Linked DNA regions of Sus scrofa: regions 1 and 2 are each linked to region 3. Evidence: chromatin contacts called from public HiChIP or PLAC-seq data. All regions are on one chromosome and are shown on one strand. The core of a region is the stretch at or near the end of the contact, and the rest is flanking DNA. Distances in the headings are between cores, read along the strand shown. Region 1 holds the start of LOC110256380. Region 2 has its middle 25 kb from the start of NTMT1. Region 3 overlaps LOC102162054 (a long non-coding RNA gene).

Region 1 (2,700 bases), core at 154-2,653, 140 kb before region 3:
TGTCTGGCCCCAGCCCCGCGGGTCCCCGGGTCCCCGTGCCCTCGGGGGTCCCTAGAAGGCGACAATGGCTCGAGTCCAGGCGCCGAGGCTGGCGAGCGCCTGCTTGGCGCACAGCTGCCCGTTGAGCGGCGGCGGCTGCTCGGAGGAGTCCGGCTGTCGGCTCACCAGCCCCGAGAAGCCCGAGCCAAAGATGGAGATCAAGTTTGAGATGTTGGACGCGTCCGGGGACGAGTCCGGGCAGAAGTCCTCGAAGCGGGCGCGCTTGCAGGGGGCAAACGTGGCGCCCCCGGGGGGCTCGGCCCCCAGGTCGCCTGCATCGTCGTCGTCGTCCTCCTCCTCCTGGCCAGGGTAATACTTGCGCTTGCAGCCGGCAGCGGACGCCAGGCCAGGTCCCGGGGCGCCCTGGCCACAGCAGGGGCAGTGGGCGGAGGCGCAGCAGTCCTGGTGCAAGTAACCGTTCTCCACCGTGGTCACCACGTGAGTGTCCAGGTCCAGCACAGTGGTCTGGCTGCTGCAGTGCACGCCGAAGTCCGAGGGGGCCGGGTACGCGCCCCGGTAGAAGCCGGGGGAGGAGGCGGGGGCCGGGGAGGCGGGCGGGGAGGCGGCGGCAGCGGCCTGAGGGGCGGCCCCTGGGGGCGCGGAGGGCGCGGAGCAGGCTGCCGAGGCGCGAGGGTCCCGCGGGCAGAGCGCGGCGGGCGCGGGCGGCGGCAGCGGCGCAGGACCCGGCTGCAGCGGCTCCAAGGGCTGCCCGCGGTGGGGCGCGCCGTGCGGCGGCTGGAGCGCGGCGCACCCGGGCAGCTCCGAGAGCGCCCCCGCGCCGCCCGCGGGCGCCCCGGCCGCCGCCGCGCAGCCCCTGGGCGCCGGGTGCTGGTGCTGGTGCAGCTGCTGCTGGAGGTGCAGCTGGTGGAGCTGGTGGAGCTGGTGCAGCTGATGCCGGGCGGCCGGTTCGCGCGCCTCCGCGTCCCCGCCGCCGCCAAGTTGGAGCGGGCCGAAGTCGGCCGCGCTGGCCGGCATGCCCGGCGCCGCGTACGCGAGGTGCTGGTGCTGGTGGTGGGGCGGCTGCTGCTGTTGCTGCTGTTGCTGCTGCTGGCGCCGGTAGAGCTCGGCGTAGCGCTCGCTCAGGTAGAGCTGGCGCGCGTTGCGGAGCACGTAGGACACCAGGAGGTTCTTGTGCAGCTTGATGCCGCCGCGCTGGGTCCGGGAGCTGTGGATCTTGCGCAGGGAGATGCTGATCAGGCTCTGGGCGTCCAGGGCGCACTCCATGCTCCCGCGGAGACGGCGGCGGCAGAGCAGCCGCGGCCGCTGCTGCTGCTAATGCTGCTGCTGTTTCGGCCTCCAGCCGGCCTCCGGGACGCGCCGGGCACGGGAAACGGAGCCCGGGTCAGCGGGTCGGCTGCGCTCTGAGAGGAGCCGCCACCATGCGCTGCGCGCCACCCGCAGGTTCGTGCTCCCCAGACGGCGCCAAAGCAATGAGCCTCGGCCGGCCCCGGCCCCAGCTATTTAGCTGGGCGTCCGGGCCCCGCCCCACACCTGGTGAACCAATAACAGTGCCCAGAACCTCCCGAGTGACAGACGCTGCCCGCCCCGGGGCCACTCGGCTGGCCAATCAGACCAAGGCGGTTCCTTTGTGCTATTCAAATACCGAACGGACCCCGGGCCTCCAACGCCGTCGCTGCCTCGAATGTTCTCCTGGAGCCGCCGCGCAGCGCGGGACTCGGAGCCGCTGGGGCCGCTGTCTGCGACGTGGGTCGCCTCGCACCCGCCACGTTGGAACCCGCAGCCGCCCTCGGCCTAGTTCCTGGGAGCCGGGGGTCGGCTCACCTGCGTGCTGCGGCGACGACTCCTCCCCCTTCCGCACGGCTGGGCCTCACCTGCGGCAGGTGCGCACGGCTCCCACTCCCGGCCACGCGGCACCTCCTATCTCACCTGCTGCCCCTGAGTGACCCGTGGGACCCAAGGCCTTTGCAAGAGACTAGTGGGGCTGCCGGCTTGACCTTTGAGGACCCTCTGGGGGGAAAGAGATTTCAAGGTACCCAAAGCCGCGGAGAATGTTGGGCCTGATGCCTTGACTTTTTGACGGAGAAGCCCCAGGGAATACTTGGGGAACGGCCTCCCACCCCCTTTGTCTGATGGGAGAAGCCAAAACCTGGTAAATTTTGGTCTCCGCTGGTGGAGGAGTCTTGAGAGTCTTGGGCCTCAAACAGCTGAGGTCTAAACGAGTTCTGAGAGCCGGCATCCGCTGTCCTAATCACCAGTTCTGTAACCTTTCCTTTCCTCTCTAACCAATAAGAATGACAATAGGGACTATTATGTGCCTAGAATGGGCAGGCCCCTGCCACAAACGCCCTGAATCCTTTCTGGGGACTGCTTGCAGAGCAGGGACAGTCTCAGAGCAGTGGGGTTGACTCGTGGGAAATCACACAGCTCCTAAAGGGCGGAGCTCAGATTCGGGCCAGGACTGTGAACTCCAGACAGGAGGCTGATACCATGGGCTGAGAAACTCACCTGCTTATCTTTTGTTGACAATGTTTTGCCTTTTTTTTTTTTTTTTTGGCAGAGCTTGAGGCCTATGGAAGTTCCTGGGGCAGGGATCAAACCTGCACACCACAGCGACCTGAGCTGCTGTAGTGACAATGCCAGGTCCTTAACCCACTGCACCACAAGGGAACTCCACAAGGGATGGGAGGAGGTCCCAGGAGC
Region 2 (2,700 bases), core at 193-2,692, 200 kb after region 3:
ATTGGCTTCCAGTGTAATCCTATGTATTTGCTATGCATTTCCAAACAAGACCGGGTGTGGAGGTGTCACCAAATGCCACCATGACATGGCACAGAAGATGTCAGGACTCCCCCTGTAGGGGAAAAAAAAAAAAAAAAAAAAATATATATATATATATATATATATATAGGATTTTGGATACAGGGCCAGGAGCCCAACCTGGAAGCCTGCGGGGGATCTAGCAGGGACCCGGCTGGTAGGTGACTGGTGTCCAGGTGGGGCTGGGTGGGAAAACAATGGGGCTCTCTGCTTGTCTGGGCCTCTCTCCCTGAGCAGTGGTGCCTCAAGCCTGGACTAGATGGATTGAGTAGGAAAGTGAACCCAGGAAGAGCTCCTCAGCAGAGACCCCCAGTGGGAGGCAGCCAGCACCCAAGGGAGATGCTGGAGAAATGCTGATGAGGCCACATTGCTGGGCTCCTGCAGGGCCAGGCAAAAGCCTATCCCACCCCAGGCCCTCCTGCCTGTTCCTAAGCATCAGGACACCCCAGGAGCCAGAATCTTTGGCAGGGCCACCTCAGCTTCCCCCTGCCCTGGAAAGATCTTCTTTTCACACTGATTCTGTCCCAGTTTGTGAAGGAGGCCAGAGGCTGCCTCCATGTCCACCCCACCTTGGTTCTCTAGAACCCTCCCTGAGCTGTCCCTACCCCTCTTTCTCTTCCCAGTGGCACAGCCCCCTGCCCCATCCAGGAGGTGGCCTTGCTGAGGTCCCTCCATCAGGCCAGGCTCGGTTCTGGAGGCCACAGCCCAGGCCCCAAGCCAGCCCAAGGAGGGCAGCCCATACTCAGGGATGCCCAGTCCATTTATGGAGATGAGCAAATGCAGTCTGGTCAGCAGATCATTCGGCAGCCATTTAGCAGGCACCACAGAGAAGTAGAAACCTGTCAGATCTGGAGCCAGATGGCCCTAGGTTCAAATCTCTGCTCTGCCACTCCCCAGCCAGGTGGCCCTGGGCAGCAGATTTGACAGTGTCCCTACCTTGAATGTTATTGTGAGGGTTAAATGAATGACTGCAAAGTAAAGTCATAAACACATGTCAAGATTTCCTTTGTGGCACAGTGGGTTAAGGAGCTGGCATTGTCACTGCCGCAGCTTGGGTTCCTGCTGTGATGTGGATTTGATCCCTGGCCTGGAAACTTCCACAAGCCATGGGAAAAACAACAACAACAACAAAAAAAATCCACCTTTATTATTATCATTATTATTATTGTTATAAGCCAGGAGATGGGCACTGTGACACCTGCTGCTAGGTCTCTTTTTTCCTCTTCCATAAGAATAACACGCCCCATTCTTAGCTGGGCCCATAGCCATCCATCCCAGAGACTACATTTCCCAGCATCCCTTGCAGCTAGATATGGCCACGTGACCCAGTTCTGACCAATGAGATATTGGCAAAGTGCTTGGGATCAATTTCTGATGAGAGTTCCTTTAAAGGACTGAGGGGGACTGCTTCCTTTCTTCTCCTTTCTGGGATTAGAGTGTGAGCATGGAGGCAGGAGCGGGAGCAGCTGCTGTATACTCGGAGGTTGCCACTGCCTGTTGAGGATGGCACAGCAACTAGGCAGTAGGAGCCCGAGTCCACAGTGGCCATGAACTCTCATACCAGCCCTGACTTCCAGTATTTACTTCCATAAGGAATAGAAACCATGGTTATTTGAAGTCTGCTCTTTGTGAAGCACAGCAGTGAGGAAGACCCACCATCCCTGCTTCCTGGGACCTCCGATGAGAGTTGGGGAGGACCTGTACCATGTCAACAAAGAAGGAAATAATTGCAGTTGTGAAAAGAGCTACACAGGAAGTGAAACGAGGGGATGGAGAACAATATGGGGAACGGAGGAAGCGTTGATTGACTGGAGGACAGTCCCGGAGGGCCTCTGGGAGGAGGCAACAGTCAAGCTGAGATCAGAAATGGGAGGAGCAGAGGAGAGGAAAAGAAATGAAGCTGCGAGTTCCACTGTGGCTCAGCAGTAATGAACCCGACTGGTATCCATGAGGGCGCAGGTTTGATCCCTGGCCTTGCTCAGCGGGTTGGGGATCCAGCATTGCTGAGAGTGAGCTGCGGTGAAGGTCGCAGATGAGGCTTGGATCTGACATTGCTGTGGCTCTGGTGTAGGCTGGCAGCTGTAGCTGCGAGTTGACCCCTAGCCTGGGAACTTCCATATGCTGAGGGTGTGGCCCTACAAAAAAAGCAAAAAAAAAAAAAAAAAAAAAAAAAAAACCCAAAAAACAAAAAACAAGATGACGCTGGACTCCACCCTGCCAGGAGCACAAGCCAGGGGTGGAGTCAGGTGGTCCCTAGCCTGGCCCTGCCTCCTTCCAGCTATAGGACCCCAGCAAGCCGTTTCTCCCTCTGAGTCAAAGTGCTCAGCAAGTACCTGACACATAGTAGGCGTTCAAAGATGGCTGGAAACAGGTGCAAGAATGAGGTGGGAGAGTTGTGTTCTGGAAGTCTCCCCAGTAGAGGGAACATTTACATTAAGTCCCAGGATGTAGGAGTTTGACCAAGGCAGTGGGAAGAAAGTTCTAGAAGACTGGATCACAGGCCCTTGCTACTCGCCATCCACTTGGAGGCTACTCGTCGTCCCACCTGTCACACCTCCTCAGAGCCTCTTCCGTTTTCTCTGTTTCCACCTCTGGCCAGTCCATTCCAAGGGGCGTCTGAAA
Region 3 (2,700 bases), core at 122-2,621:
CAGTGACCATATTTTTCTGAGCTGAAAAATTAGGACACGGGATGTAACTGAGGGTTTTCTCAGATTTGTTCATTTAATGAGTGGAAAAAGCTTACCAAGCTATGAAAGTTAAAGCTCGTTTCGTTATGTGGGTAATGGATTGTCTTTGTTGGAAAGAATCTGAGGTTCCCAAATCAGGTAGAGTCTGGAAACGAATCATTTGATTTGATGAATATTGGGGGGGGGGCTCAACTCTGTGCTTACATGATAACGGGGAGCAAAACAGGCGTGATGCTGGTCTCACAGAGCTCACGTGGGGAGGCTGATGGTCGTTCCTCAAATAATTTCGCATTTCAGTACGGTGAGCACCCGGGGAAGCACTGTGGTGGGGATGGTTAAAGGGCAAGATGAGAGCCCAGGGGAGTTCCTGTTATGGCACAGTGGTTAACGAATCTGACTAGGAACCATGAGGTTGCGGGTTCGATCCCTGGCCTTGCTCAGTGGGTTAAGGATCTGGAGTTGCCGTGAACTGTGGTGTGGGTTGCAGACAAGGCTTGGATCCCATGTTGCTGTGGCTCTGGCGTAGGCTGGTGGCTACAGCTCCAATTAGACCCCTAGCCTGGGAACCTCCATATGCCACAGGAAGTGGCCCTAGAAAAGGCAAAAAGACAAAAAAAAAAAAAAAAAGAGAGAGAGAGAGAGCCCAGGGTTCCCATGTGGAAGAGGCTCTGAAGACGTAATATTTGAAGTGAGACAGAGCCTTTTAGGAGTAAACTGTGGGACTGCAGTGGAATCTCGGGGAGCAAATTTCGGGTAGGGGGAAGGGCAGATGCAAAGGGCAGTGGCACAAAGGAGCGCCAGGTATTTGAAGGACAGGAGGGCAGCCCAGGTGGCTGGAATGTGATGTGTGAGGGGAAGGGGAGCTTGGCAATATGGGCAGAGGCCAGTCCAGGCAGTGCCCACCAGTCTGTAATGGTGTGGTGGACTTTTTCCTGCCGGCAGTGGGGCGTCCTGGGCTGTTTGGCACAGGCATGACCTGGTTATACGTCTGGATGTTATGGAGGAGGAGGAGGATGTTGGGTTTTTGGGGAGATGCTTAGTGAGTGCTTCCTGGGGTGCCAAGCCCCATTTCTGCCATTCTACAGATGAGAAACGGGAGGGCTGGGAAGGGAAGTGGCTTATTCAGGGTCACACAGCTGGCCAGCGGCAGAGAGGGAACTCAGACTGTCTGTCTGGCTCCAAAGTCTGCTCTGGTCCCCCACACAAAGGGAAGGCCAGGGGACACGCTGATGACGGAGCCGCCCCCCCTGCCCCCGCCCCCAGGTGCTGCGGCCTCCTCTCTGCTCTGTGTCCCAGGCCTGGGTGGGGACACTAGGTCACAGGGTCAGCCGGGGCTGGAAAGGCCCAGCTCAGTTCCTGCTGAACTGAGGAAGTAGGAATTGCAACACGAGAGGATGAGGTTCTGGAGAAGGTGGGACCCCAGCCAGCCGGGCTGGGGCCTCTGCCTGTCCCGTGGCAGCAGAGGTCACACGGCAGCCCCAGAAGCACAGCCCCCCTCACCTGTCTGGGGTCTGAGGACTCTGACATGCGGCTACAATATTCCCAGACCCGGACCGGCACCCCGGCCCCCTGCTTCCTCCTGTGGAAGCAGGACCAGGGGCAGTTGGGAAAATCCTTATTCCCTCCGTGACCGTCAGAATGGCTCCTCTCAAAATCCAGAAAATAGCAAGTATGGGTGAGGGCGGGGAGAAATTGGAAGCTTGTGGACGGTGGATGGGCATGTACAGCCGCTGTGGAAAACAGTATGGCAGCTCCTCAAAAAATTAAAAATAGAACGACCATCTGAGCTAGCGATTCCACTTCTGGGTGTACACCCCAACGAATCTGGGTCTCCGACAGATATAGGTACACCCGTGTTCACTGCAGCATTGTTCGGAGCAGCCCAAGGATGGCCACAAGCCAGGGTCCATCAACGGATGACTAGATACGCAAAAGGAGGTACATGCATATCATCATTCAGCCTTAACAGGGAAGGAAATTCTGACACCTGCTGCGATCCGGATGACCTCAGAGGATATTAGGCTAAGGGAACTATGCCAGACACAAAAGGCATGACTTTGGAGTTCCTGCTGTGGTGCAGTGGGTTAAGGATCCGATTGCGGCGGCTTAGGCTGCTGCCTAGGTTTGGGTTCGATCCCCGGCCCAGAACCTTGCATATGTCTCATTTGCAGCCAAAGCAAAACATATTGTATAATTTCACTTATATTAGGTGTCTAGACTGGATAAATTTATAGAGCATGGTGGGTGCCAAGGCCTGGAGAGGGGGAGGGAGAAAGTGGGCACAGAGTTTCGCAAGATAAAAAGAGTTCTGGAGATGGCTGTGCTGAGTGTTGCACAAGAATATGAATGTACTTCCACTTGAAAATGGTTAAGATGGTAAAATTTTTAAAAATCCTTATTCTAAGTTCTCCCAAGTTATCAGTGGTAGGCTTTCCTTCAAGTCATGTTTGTAAGAAAAAAAATATTAGGAGTTCCATGGCGGCTCAGTGGTAATGAACCCGACTAGTATCCATGAGGATGCAGGTTTGATCCCTGGCCTCGCTTAGTGGGTTAAGGATCCAGGGTTGCCGTGAGCTGTGGTGTAGGTCGCAGACACGGCTCGGATCCTGAGTTGGCTGTGGTTGTGGTGTAAGCCAGGAGCTGCAGCTCTGATTCAAGCCC

What was found. HiChIP or PLAC-seq counts read pairs in DNA pulled down with a chosen protein or histone mark.
Region 1: an H3K27ac HiChIP or PLAC-seq map of alveolar macrophages shows a contact between it and region 3. The contact joins the promoter of LOC110256380 here to the enhancer-like site in region 3. A contact is called at or near these places in 4 of 5 promoter capture datasets (fetal liver, fetal skeletal muscle and liver), 8 of 47 Hi-C or Micro-C datasets (alveolar macrophages, embryonic fibroblasts, fetal heart ventricle and 4 more) and 2 of 2 datasets of contacts at active chromatin or transcription factors (alveolar macrophages and skeletal muscle).
Region 2: an H3K27ac HiChIP or PLAC-seq map of alveolar macrophages shows a contact between it and region 3. The contact joins two enhancer-like sites. A contact is called at or near these places in 4 of 47 Hi-C or Micro-C datasets (embryonic fibroblasts, retroperitoneal adipose tissue, skeletal muscle and 1 more) and 1 of 2 datasets of contacts at active chromatin or transcription factors (alveolar macrophages).

What each region holds. Positions count from the first base shown.
Region 1 is chr1:269,454,048-269,456,747 of Sscrofa11.1, forward strand. It overlaps LOC110256380, which reads left to right and starts at 1,404. Exons shown (of 3, transcript XM_021070004.1): 1 at 1,404-1,880. The coding sequence starts at 1,419. It overlaps IER5L (immediate early response gene 5-like protein), which reads right to left and starts at 1,477. Exons shown (of 1, transcript XM_005674588.3): 1 at 1-1,477. The coding sequence starts at 1,263. The coding sequence ends at 52.
Region 2 is chr1:269,793,764-269,796,463 of Sscrofa11.1, forward strand. No RefSeq gene overlaps it. Among named protein-coding and RNA genes, the nearest start is that of NTMT1, 25 kb to the right of the region's middle. Within about 2 kb of position 1,443, at least 10 of the 83 cell types and tissues checked have an H3K27ac peak or open chromatin away from gene starts, as enhancers often do. A contact at or near this core is called in alveolar macrophages, where this site is marked.
Region 3 is chr1:269,591,495-269,594,194 of Sscrofa11.1, forward strand. The region is part of intron 2 of LOC102162054 (a long non-coding RNA gene); the gene reads left to right. Among named protein-coding and RNA genes, the nearest start is that of IER5L, 140 kb to the left of the region's middle. Within about 2 kb of position 1,372, at least 16 of the 83 cell types and tissues checked have an H3K27ac peak or open chromatin away from gene starts, as enhancers often do. A contact at or near this core is called in alveolar macrophages, liver, omental adipose tissue and 1 more, where this site is marked.